Linked DNA regions of Gossypium arboreum: region 1 is linked to region 2. Evidence: chromatin contacts called from public Hi-C data. All regions are on one chromosome and are shown on one strand. The core of a region is the stretch at or near the end of the contact, and the rest is flanking DNA. Distances in the headings are between cores, read along the strand shown. Region 1 holds the start of LOC108479569. Region 2 holds the start of LOC108473386 (ubiquitin carboxyl-terminal hydrolase 16-like).

Region 1 (4,532 bases), core at 600-3,099, 270 kb before region 2:
AAAAATTAAAATCAATTTAATTGTGACATATGATACATTTATTTATTTTTTTATTTTTTATTTTTCTAAATTTTTTGAATTTTTTTTCTTCCACGCCCTTTTTCTATTTGTTCTTTTTCCCTCTCTTATTCTTCCTCTTCCCCTCACAATCCTGTACTTTAGATTTTTGGATAATCAAGTTGGGTTTTCAAAATTCAAGATTTATCATGTCCTTTGTTTAAAAAATTTCTTGGTAATCAAACATGTTGTTGATTGTTGTTCTTTGAATTTCCAAGGTTTTGAAGTCTTATTATTATTTTCTTAAATGCATTTTTCACCTACTCTATTACGAGTTACTTGCAAATAATTTTCACCTTTTTGAAAATTTTACCAATGCTCTTGTATACTAGGAATAGTTATTTGAAACGAAATCAAACTCTTATGTCTTTTGTTGTGAATAAATGGAAGAAGAAAGAGGATGAAAAATGATGTAATTGGAAATGAGAGAAAAGGAAGGGAGAAATAATATTAAATAGTAATTAAATTAAATTAAAATTTTATTTGATATTGAAACTTGATAAATTAATGAAAACTTTTTAAGTTTAGTTTAATATTATTTTTTAAAATGTGTTTGGAACCATAAGTATTATTAAACGGATAACTTTTAGAGTTAGAATTATTTTTGAAAAATGTTTTGAACTTAAAAATAAAATTAATTCTTTTTAGATTTTACTTTTACAAAAACATTTTTAAGCCTTATAAAGTGTTTTATATAATATTTGTATTGATTATGTAATTTATTTCCTATTTAAAATTTATTTAAAATATATAATATTATATATCTAAATTTTATTGCATATATTTTAATATTTAAAATATAGTTTATATTTGAATTATAATTTAAAATATATTTAAAATTTATATTTTATATATTAAAATATTAATAACAAATTATAATAAATTATTTTTTATATTTTATTAAAAATTATAATTTTAATTAATTTTAATATTATTTAAATATATATGTATTACTTTGTAACACCATATCTAGAATTAATGTATTTGGTTTGAAAAAAATTAACTACCTAACAAAAGAAATGATATTGTTTTTAAGTACAAAAGTTCAAACTTCGAAGACATAATATACTTCCTTCTTTTGTCTGAAAATCTAGGATGCCCTGGAAAAGACCAAAACACCCACCTTAAACCTCCAACAAACTTTAGACTTTTCGTAATTTAGATAAGTATAAACTATAAAAATATTCACTTTTGTTTGCCTCATATTACATTTTAGTCATTTATGTTATTATTTTGTTACGAAGTAATCACTCTTCTGTTAAGTTCTGTTATCTCCCTAACGGTAATTCTACGCGGCAGTCCAACTAGATATTACTGAATCTGCTAATACATACTTCATCCGGATGAAGTATGCATTAGCAGATTCACTAATATGATTATATATATATATTTACGCATGTATCACATTACAAAAATAAAATTTTAAATACTTATACCTAATAAAACATGTATCTTATTACAATAATAGTAATTTTCCAAATAATTTATTGTTTTATAATTTTATTTCTTATTTAATATTTTAATTTAATTTTAATAATACATACTTTATCCGGATAAAGTATGTATTAGCAGATTTAGTAATATCTAGTTGGACTGCCACGTAGGATTACCGTTAAGGAGATAATAGAACTTAACGGAAGAGTGATCAATTCGTAACAAAATAATAACATAAGTGATTAAAACGTAACATTTCAAATATAAATAACTAAAATATAACATGAGGCAAACAAAAGTAACTATTTTTTAGTTTACCCTTCAAATAAAAGAATAACATTAACTCCGTCCATTTAGTCTTTGATATACCAACATAAAATCTCAAAATAAAGAAAAATTAAAGGCAAAAGTTACCATCGTTTTCTCATCCTCCAAACAGGCCCTGACTTGTCCCACTGGGTAATGGAGGGAAACGGCAGCAGAGCCGATGCCAAACTCCTTCTAGGAATCGCTAAGAAACTTCTCCAAGGCCGTCATTTCAAAGCCTCAAGAGATGTCGCAGTCCTCGCCCAACAAACCGATCCCCTCTTGGAAGGGCCAGATCAGATCCTAGCCGTCATCGACGTCGTTGTCGCCGACGTAAAAAGAATTAACGACCAACACGACTGGTACTCCATCTTACAAATCGATTGCCGTTCCCAAGACAACGATCTTATCGAGAAACAGTATCATCGCCTAACTCTCCTTCTTGATCCCGAGCAAAATAAGTTCCCTTTCGCCGATGATGCGTTTAAGCTCGTATCCGACGCATGGTCTATTTTGTCTAACAGCTCGAAAAAATCGGTTTACGACAAAGAATTTGACTCCTGTACGAGAATTGATTTAAGCACCGCCGGCGATCGTTCGTATCATGCCGGGGAATCAACTGTAAGGGGAGAAGCGCAAAATCAGGAACGCATGCAGAATTTGGAATTGCGAAAGGAGAATCAAAGGCCAAGAATGTCAACATTTTGGACAGCGTGTCCCTACTGTTATATGTTGTTTGAGTATCCTAGGATTTACGAAGGTTGTTGTTTAAGGTGCCAGAATTGCGACAGAGCTTTTCATGGTGTTCTCATTCAGACTTTGCCGCCGTTGATTCCCGAGAAAGAAGCTTATTATTGTACCTGGGCGTTTTTTCCGTTATTGTCCAGTGGTCAGGAGACTGAAGTTGAACCTCCTCCGGGGTTTCCAGATAAGCGGCGAGGGAGTGAAAGAAATGATGGACGGGAGAGTGAAGTTAAAGCTCCTCCAGGGTTTCCAGAAAAGCGGCGAGGGGCTCAAAGAAATGGAGGTACTATGGCCTTGCCACCACCGGCTTCTGCTCCGACGACCACCATGAAGAAGGCTACCGAAAGCATCGATAATGTGGCAGGGATTTCGGGTGGGAATGTGTCCGATTTTGCCCCAAGGAAGAGAGGGAAGCCGAGGATGAATCCTCTCTGAGGTTTCGTAGGTAATGGATTATGGTTTTTTGGGTTTGGTTTATAGGCAACCTAACCATAATGCAGGAGTTCTTGCGGTGGAGACAGCCGATTTTGATGAAGGTTGAAGGAAGGATAATGCTGAGGCTGCAACTCCGATATATATGGGGGAGATTTTGTAGGTATTGTTGTAGTTGTTGATAGCTGTTTTCTTTGTAGATGTTAGATTGCTGTCGTTTACTTGCTAGAACATATGTATGATTATGTAACGATATGATATGTATATATATGCAATGTCTCAGGTCGGCAAGTTCTTTCACCATTGTTTGAGCAATTTTTACTTATTGGCATTTTAACTTCTTGCGAATCGAAATATTGGTTCATTCCATGTTTCATGGCTTAAATTACATAGTTGTTTGATGCATCATTCTGTGATGCACATTACAAATGGCAAATGAAATTTTAATGGTAATAGCATTGCTTGAATAGTCAAGGAGCTTGTTACTTAAAAGAAAACATGTTGAGAAAGATAAACGTTTCTGAATATTTTTTTCTGCAATCCTATAATCTTCTATTGCTTCAAAGTGCAGCCTGCAGCTTTTGAGTTGTATTCTCCCTAAAGCAGTGCGCCTTGAACAAGACTGCCTTGGAGCGACACCCCTGGAGATGCTCTCTCCCAAAGCTGTCCGCCTTCCCTCAATGAATCGTGATCTTCTCCCAGCGTAAGTTTGGTCCGTGTCTATGCTAGGATTAGTTTGGCTCTAGACATGCAAGAATGAACGCATGTGAAGCTCGAATCCCGCATTAGTAACATCACCAATGTGTTCCAGCTTCTTGCAGCAATATGTGAGCAGGGAGCATCAACAATAACCAAACCTTTTTCCATAACACTTCCAGCATGTAAATATATGTGATTGGATCTCCAAAAGTACAGGAGCTTGGCTAAAACTTGTAATCTCTAGTATTGGGGGGAAGAAACGGGGGGAACAAAATGGAAAGCAACATGTGAAGCGAAAATGGGCGCAACATCACCTATGTCGGGTACGTAGCTTTACAGATTCTGAACCATGTCGTTAAAGCCGCTAAACAATAATTAACACAACTTTGAAAAGAAAAATCAAAGGGGCTCACATTAATCTTCAACTTTGATTACATTCATGTCTTACTCGATTTTAGTTACTGAAATTAGTTAATTAACAATTTTCTTGCTTTTAAATATATTCCTTTGCCTCATATGCTAAAGTTATAATCCCATGCTGTGGACTAAAGCCTTTGCTATAAAATTTCATTTCACAATCCTTAATTTATAATGTACTTCATCTCCTATTATATATATATAATTAATATTAGGTACATCTATACAAGATCAATGATTCTCAAAAGAAAGGAAGAAAAAATAAGACACATGTCACTCTAGATATGCTAGTCCCAAAAGTTGGCACTTTCTTTTGTGATTAAATTTTTATTTCTATAGTTAGATTGGGAAGAGGGGAAAGATAAGAATATGATTTCTTTGTTTTGTTTAATGTTACCATGAGCTTTCGATTTTTTTAATAATTAAGTCTCTCTAAACATTTT
Region 2 (4,436 bases), core at 1,293-3,792:
AAGTAGTAGCACATTGAGTAGCATCATCCAATTTGGCATCTTTCACCTTGGAGACTTGCGGATATGAGGAAGAAGCATTTCCAGCCAAAGTAAATGAAAAATGTAAGGATGATCCAGAATCAAGTGAGGCCATTTTACTGCCTTCTTTATGATAAGAGTTAAATGACTCATTGTCATCAACACTTGTAGATGGAACTGATTCCAAAGTTCTGCCCCAAAAATCAGAAGAAAATCTAGAAGCCTCAGCATTTGAGCCCTCAGACATATCACTAACACCTAATCCTGAAGAACTAGTTGCTCTGCACTGGCTCTCTTCACTTTGATCAGGCTTGCTATGACTTAATTTAGAAATTTCATCCACAGAATCAACCAAACTGACAAATTTAGGGGATGATGGATTGGTTTGATCCACATTGTTGACAACAGAAGTCCAAAACGTGTCAAGATTAACATCAGCAGATGAGGAACCATCCAATTTATCAAGCTCATTTGAACTTACGCTCTCACACACAGAAACATCATCAGATGATTCACTACCAGCTGCAGACGAAAATCCTGAAAATGAAGCACTGGAAGATTCTGGAGCAGAGCTCAGTCCTTCCCTATCAGCATGAAACTCAACCTTTGCATCATCATCCTTCCCATCTAAAACCACAGAAGAGCTAGAGGAACTCAATAATGCAGGTCCTGTGATGGAACTAAACAATGCAGATTCAGTAGAGGATGTTCCAATTAACTTTGCATGTGACTTTTCTTCAATCTCATATCTATCTCCATATTGGTCTTGATTTATCGCCTTCTGACCATAATCGCTCCCTTCATCATGATTTTGGTGTATGGCAATGGCAGGTGGGTGGCATTCTTCCTTGTGACCTTGCCGCCAGTGAATAATTTGACACTTCGCAGAACTAAAACATCCAATTTTTGGTATTAAAAAAAAAAACTGTTAAAAGAACTTCTACAAAATCAATTGTATCATTAGAAAATAATGCTAAACACGGACATAATTTACTATTGTTGTCCCTTCAAATCAGTAAAAGAAATCCTTAGAATTACAACAAAATGATAGGGGGAAAGCTAAAATATTTTCTCTATTCATTAGGTGGATTTTCTTTTGGTTACTTTTCCATCAAATGAACCACATTTTTAATGATTCGCAAATGTAGTTAGTGAACATACAAAACCTCAACTCTTAGATTAAAAAGAACCCCTAAACTGCAGACAAAAAAGGCACAAAGGAAAAGGTTATTTTCAAGAGGAATTGTTTTTCTAATATCCTGTCTTTGTAACCTAGAGATAGGAGGCTCAAACATGTAATTTACAAACCAAAACATTTTCAGAAAATCAGCATAAACATCCACCAAAAAATTGCAGCATTTAAGACCAACTCCAAACTTCCCATCAATGATAGATTGTGGATGTTGGGTTTAAAATTAATTTTCACAAAGTCTTCTAAATTGCTTCGTTGCTCACTACATAAACACTTACACGACTACCGTACATTCACACATGTTAAAGCGTATTTAAACTAGACCCACACTCGCCCTGCGCTACTTGAAGCACTTATCTAATCAAATATTTTTTCGATTACATACTCTTTAAGACAGTATTGTCAGATAAAAGAATCAAATTTATCTCAAATACATTTGAAACAAAATCGCCTAAACAAAAAGAAATCTCAATAATTATAAATAAATTAGAACAATAACACGAAATTAACAAGCTAACGTACCAATATCGAACCCCTTTACAGCGAGCGCACCGCGTGGTAGTAGGACAATAACAAACAGCACACTGGTGATAGTTCCGCGAAATAGAAACCGTACCGTATTCAATAGTCGCTTCAAGCTCGACTCTAGCCGCCTCCTCAGAGGCCAAAATCAAGAGCCTCTTTATCTCCGCTTGCCTTGCTACAGAAAACTGCCATTTCCGCCTTACGAAAAAGCCGATCAAAGGAAGGAGCAGGGAGAGCACGAGCACCAGGCTCGGAAACCCTAAATCCCAAATAAAAAGCATTTATCCTGCAGCCAATACCAATAGGCATCCAAAGTAGTCGGCAAATCCTACTCTCCAAATCTCAGCACTAGACATAGATTCCAACGACGTACCCGTCTTGATCGCTTTCGCGATGGAACAAACTCCGGCCGTCGAACATGCAACCGTAGCCGTTGGTGTGGACTGAAACAAGACGGTTGAAGTGCACCGTGATCTCGAAAAATAGAATAATTTTATATTTTATAAAAAATAAAAATAAAATAAACAAATCTAAAAGGGGGTGGCAGTGGGAGAAGAATGTCGATCTTGCTTGGGTTAGCAAAAAGGTGAAAGTTTAAGCTTCTTGTTGAGCTCGGAGGATTTTCAGACAATAAATTTTTCCCTTTTTTAGATCGAGATTTTTACAGGGAGAAAGGGAAATAAAAGGAAAATAATATTAAAAAGGGACATTAACTTAGCAAAATAAATATTAAAATATGTTATTAAAAAGGGAAAATTGATGGTCGAGGGGGAAAGGAATTTTGTCTTCAGGTATCGAGAAGCGTGAATTCTTTGGCCATCAAATATTCGAACCAGGGTGGGGGCCACGGGTTGAACCGGCTAACTTCCGGTCTTTTTCATTATTTATTAGCGGGGGTTGTTTTTGATTTGGTAATGGATACTGCGTTTGGACGGTCACAGTAATACGAGGAATCGGACGGTAGAGATTTGTTTTTGATTTGGTGGAGGCCGGAATCTGATGATGATGGTTCACTTACCATAATAATTATTCCTTTTCCAGTCTTTGAGTTTTCCCTCCGCTGGAAATAAACCATTCCAGAAGTAATTGCTTTATTTAAACTATTATTATTTTATTTAAATAAAATTATAAATTTATTTAATGAATATGCCCGAATTAACCTTCGCATTTGAATTTCTTCGACTAGAAAATGTTTCCCATGTCTACCGTCACATCATTAATTCATGATCAATTTTCTTTGTTTACATTAATTGAATAGCAAATAAAATGGTGAAAAGTTAATTTATTTGATTCTTTAATTTTTTAAAATTATTTTTATTTATTTTTATTTTAAAATTTATGTCAATTGTGAAATTATTTTAAAATAAATAGAAAAATTAATTTTGTTAATTTTATCGATATGGCATAAATATAGATTACCCTACGAATATCATGTCATCAATTAATTAATTTTTAAAATTTAAAATATTATAAAATTTATTAAAAATATAAGAGTTATTAAAATTATTAAAAAGTATATAGTTTTTAATTTTAAAAATTAATTAATTTACATGCGGACTGTCACATCAACAAAGTTAATGAATGTTATTTTTTTATCCATTTTAATTTAACAAATAATACAAGTTTATGACTTAAAAGAAAAAATTATTAAATGAAAAACTAAAATAATTTTTTTACAAAGTTGAAGGCTTAAAAATCATTATATCTAAAAATTTGCTCTTTAAACTACTTTTACCTTTACATTTTATAAAGAAAATGATACTTTTAAATCAATAATTTTAAATAGTGTAACGATAAAAATAAAGTAATTTTAAATAGTGTAATATATTGATATAAAAATATATATATAGCAATTTTAAATTTTATATAATATAAACTATTAATTGATATTCCAAATTTTATTGCGACTTTTATCTGTACGAAGTTATGATTTTCCTGAATTGGATTACGTTTTCCATAATGTTATTCATAATTATGATAAATAAAACCAAAATTTGATATATTTTATTATTTAAGTCATTTTTGTAATACATGGGTCATAATACATTTGCAAATTTGGTGGTTAGTTTGTTGGAAAATGACATTGTTGTGAAATAGACTGAAATGGAAATCAAATTTATGACAAAAATGACCCATTTTTCTCTAATCACCTTTTTGACTCTGCTCAGTATTGAAGGGGTCTAATTTGTTGCACCTTGTTTTAGTCAGCGAATTAGAATAGTCGGTTTCAAATCCCTACGTATTTACCACAAAAATTTAAAATATGCCCCTATTCGTACATTTAAATTTTAGTTCGTTATATTTTGAGAATTCAATATTTTTATTTTTAGATTTTAAAATTTAGATCTAATTTTACATTATTAAAATTTTTCGATAAAATTCATTAGTGTATCATTTTGAAATAATATAAAAATTCATTTGGTAACCATGTTACAAAAAAAATTAGTGTTGTATTTGATCATAATTTAACATAAATATTTTAACCATCTCAACAATTCGACTTGTATTTTTAAATCTAAAAAGTAGAAGAGTTAAATTATTCAAAATAAAAGCATGAAGATTAAATTTTAAATATACAAAGAGTATAGGAACTTGAGCATATCATTACCCTTTTATATGTATGTCTATATTTATATTTGTATAAACTTTTGACAAGTTGGTGTGACGAAATGTATATATCATATATATATTATAAAAGAAT

What was found. Hi-C and Micro-C count contacts between places; a contact is called where the count stands out from the background.
Region 1: a Hi-C map of leaf shows a contact between it and region 2, with 2.7 times the contacts expected there. The contact joins the promoter of LOC108479569 here to the promoter of LOC108473386 in region 2. A contact is called at or near these places in 2 of 5 Hi-C or Micro-C datasets (both in leaf).

Annotation. Positions count from the first base shown.
Region 1 is chr3:119,695,235-119,699,766 of ASM2569848v2, reverse strand. It overlaps LOC108479569, which reads left to right and starts at 1,849. Exons shown (of 4, transcript XM_053025832.1): 1 at 1,849-3,676; 2 at 3,785-3,995. The coding sequence starts at 1,954. The coding sequence ends at 2,976.
Region 2 is chr3:119,425,371-119,429,806 of ASM2569848v2, reverse strand. LOC108473386 (ubiquitin carboxyl-terminal hydrolase 16-like) reads right to left here and starts at 2,542. Exons shown (of 12, transcript XM_053025828.1): 1 at 2,109-2,542; 2 at 1,733-2,021; 3 at 1-908. The coding sequence starts at 2,016.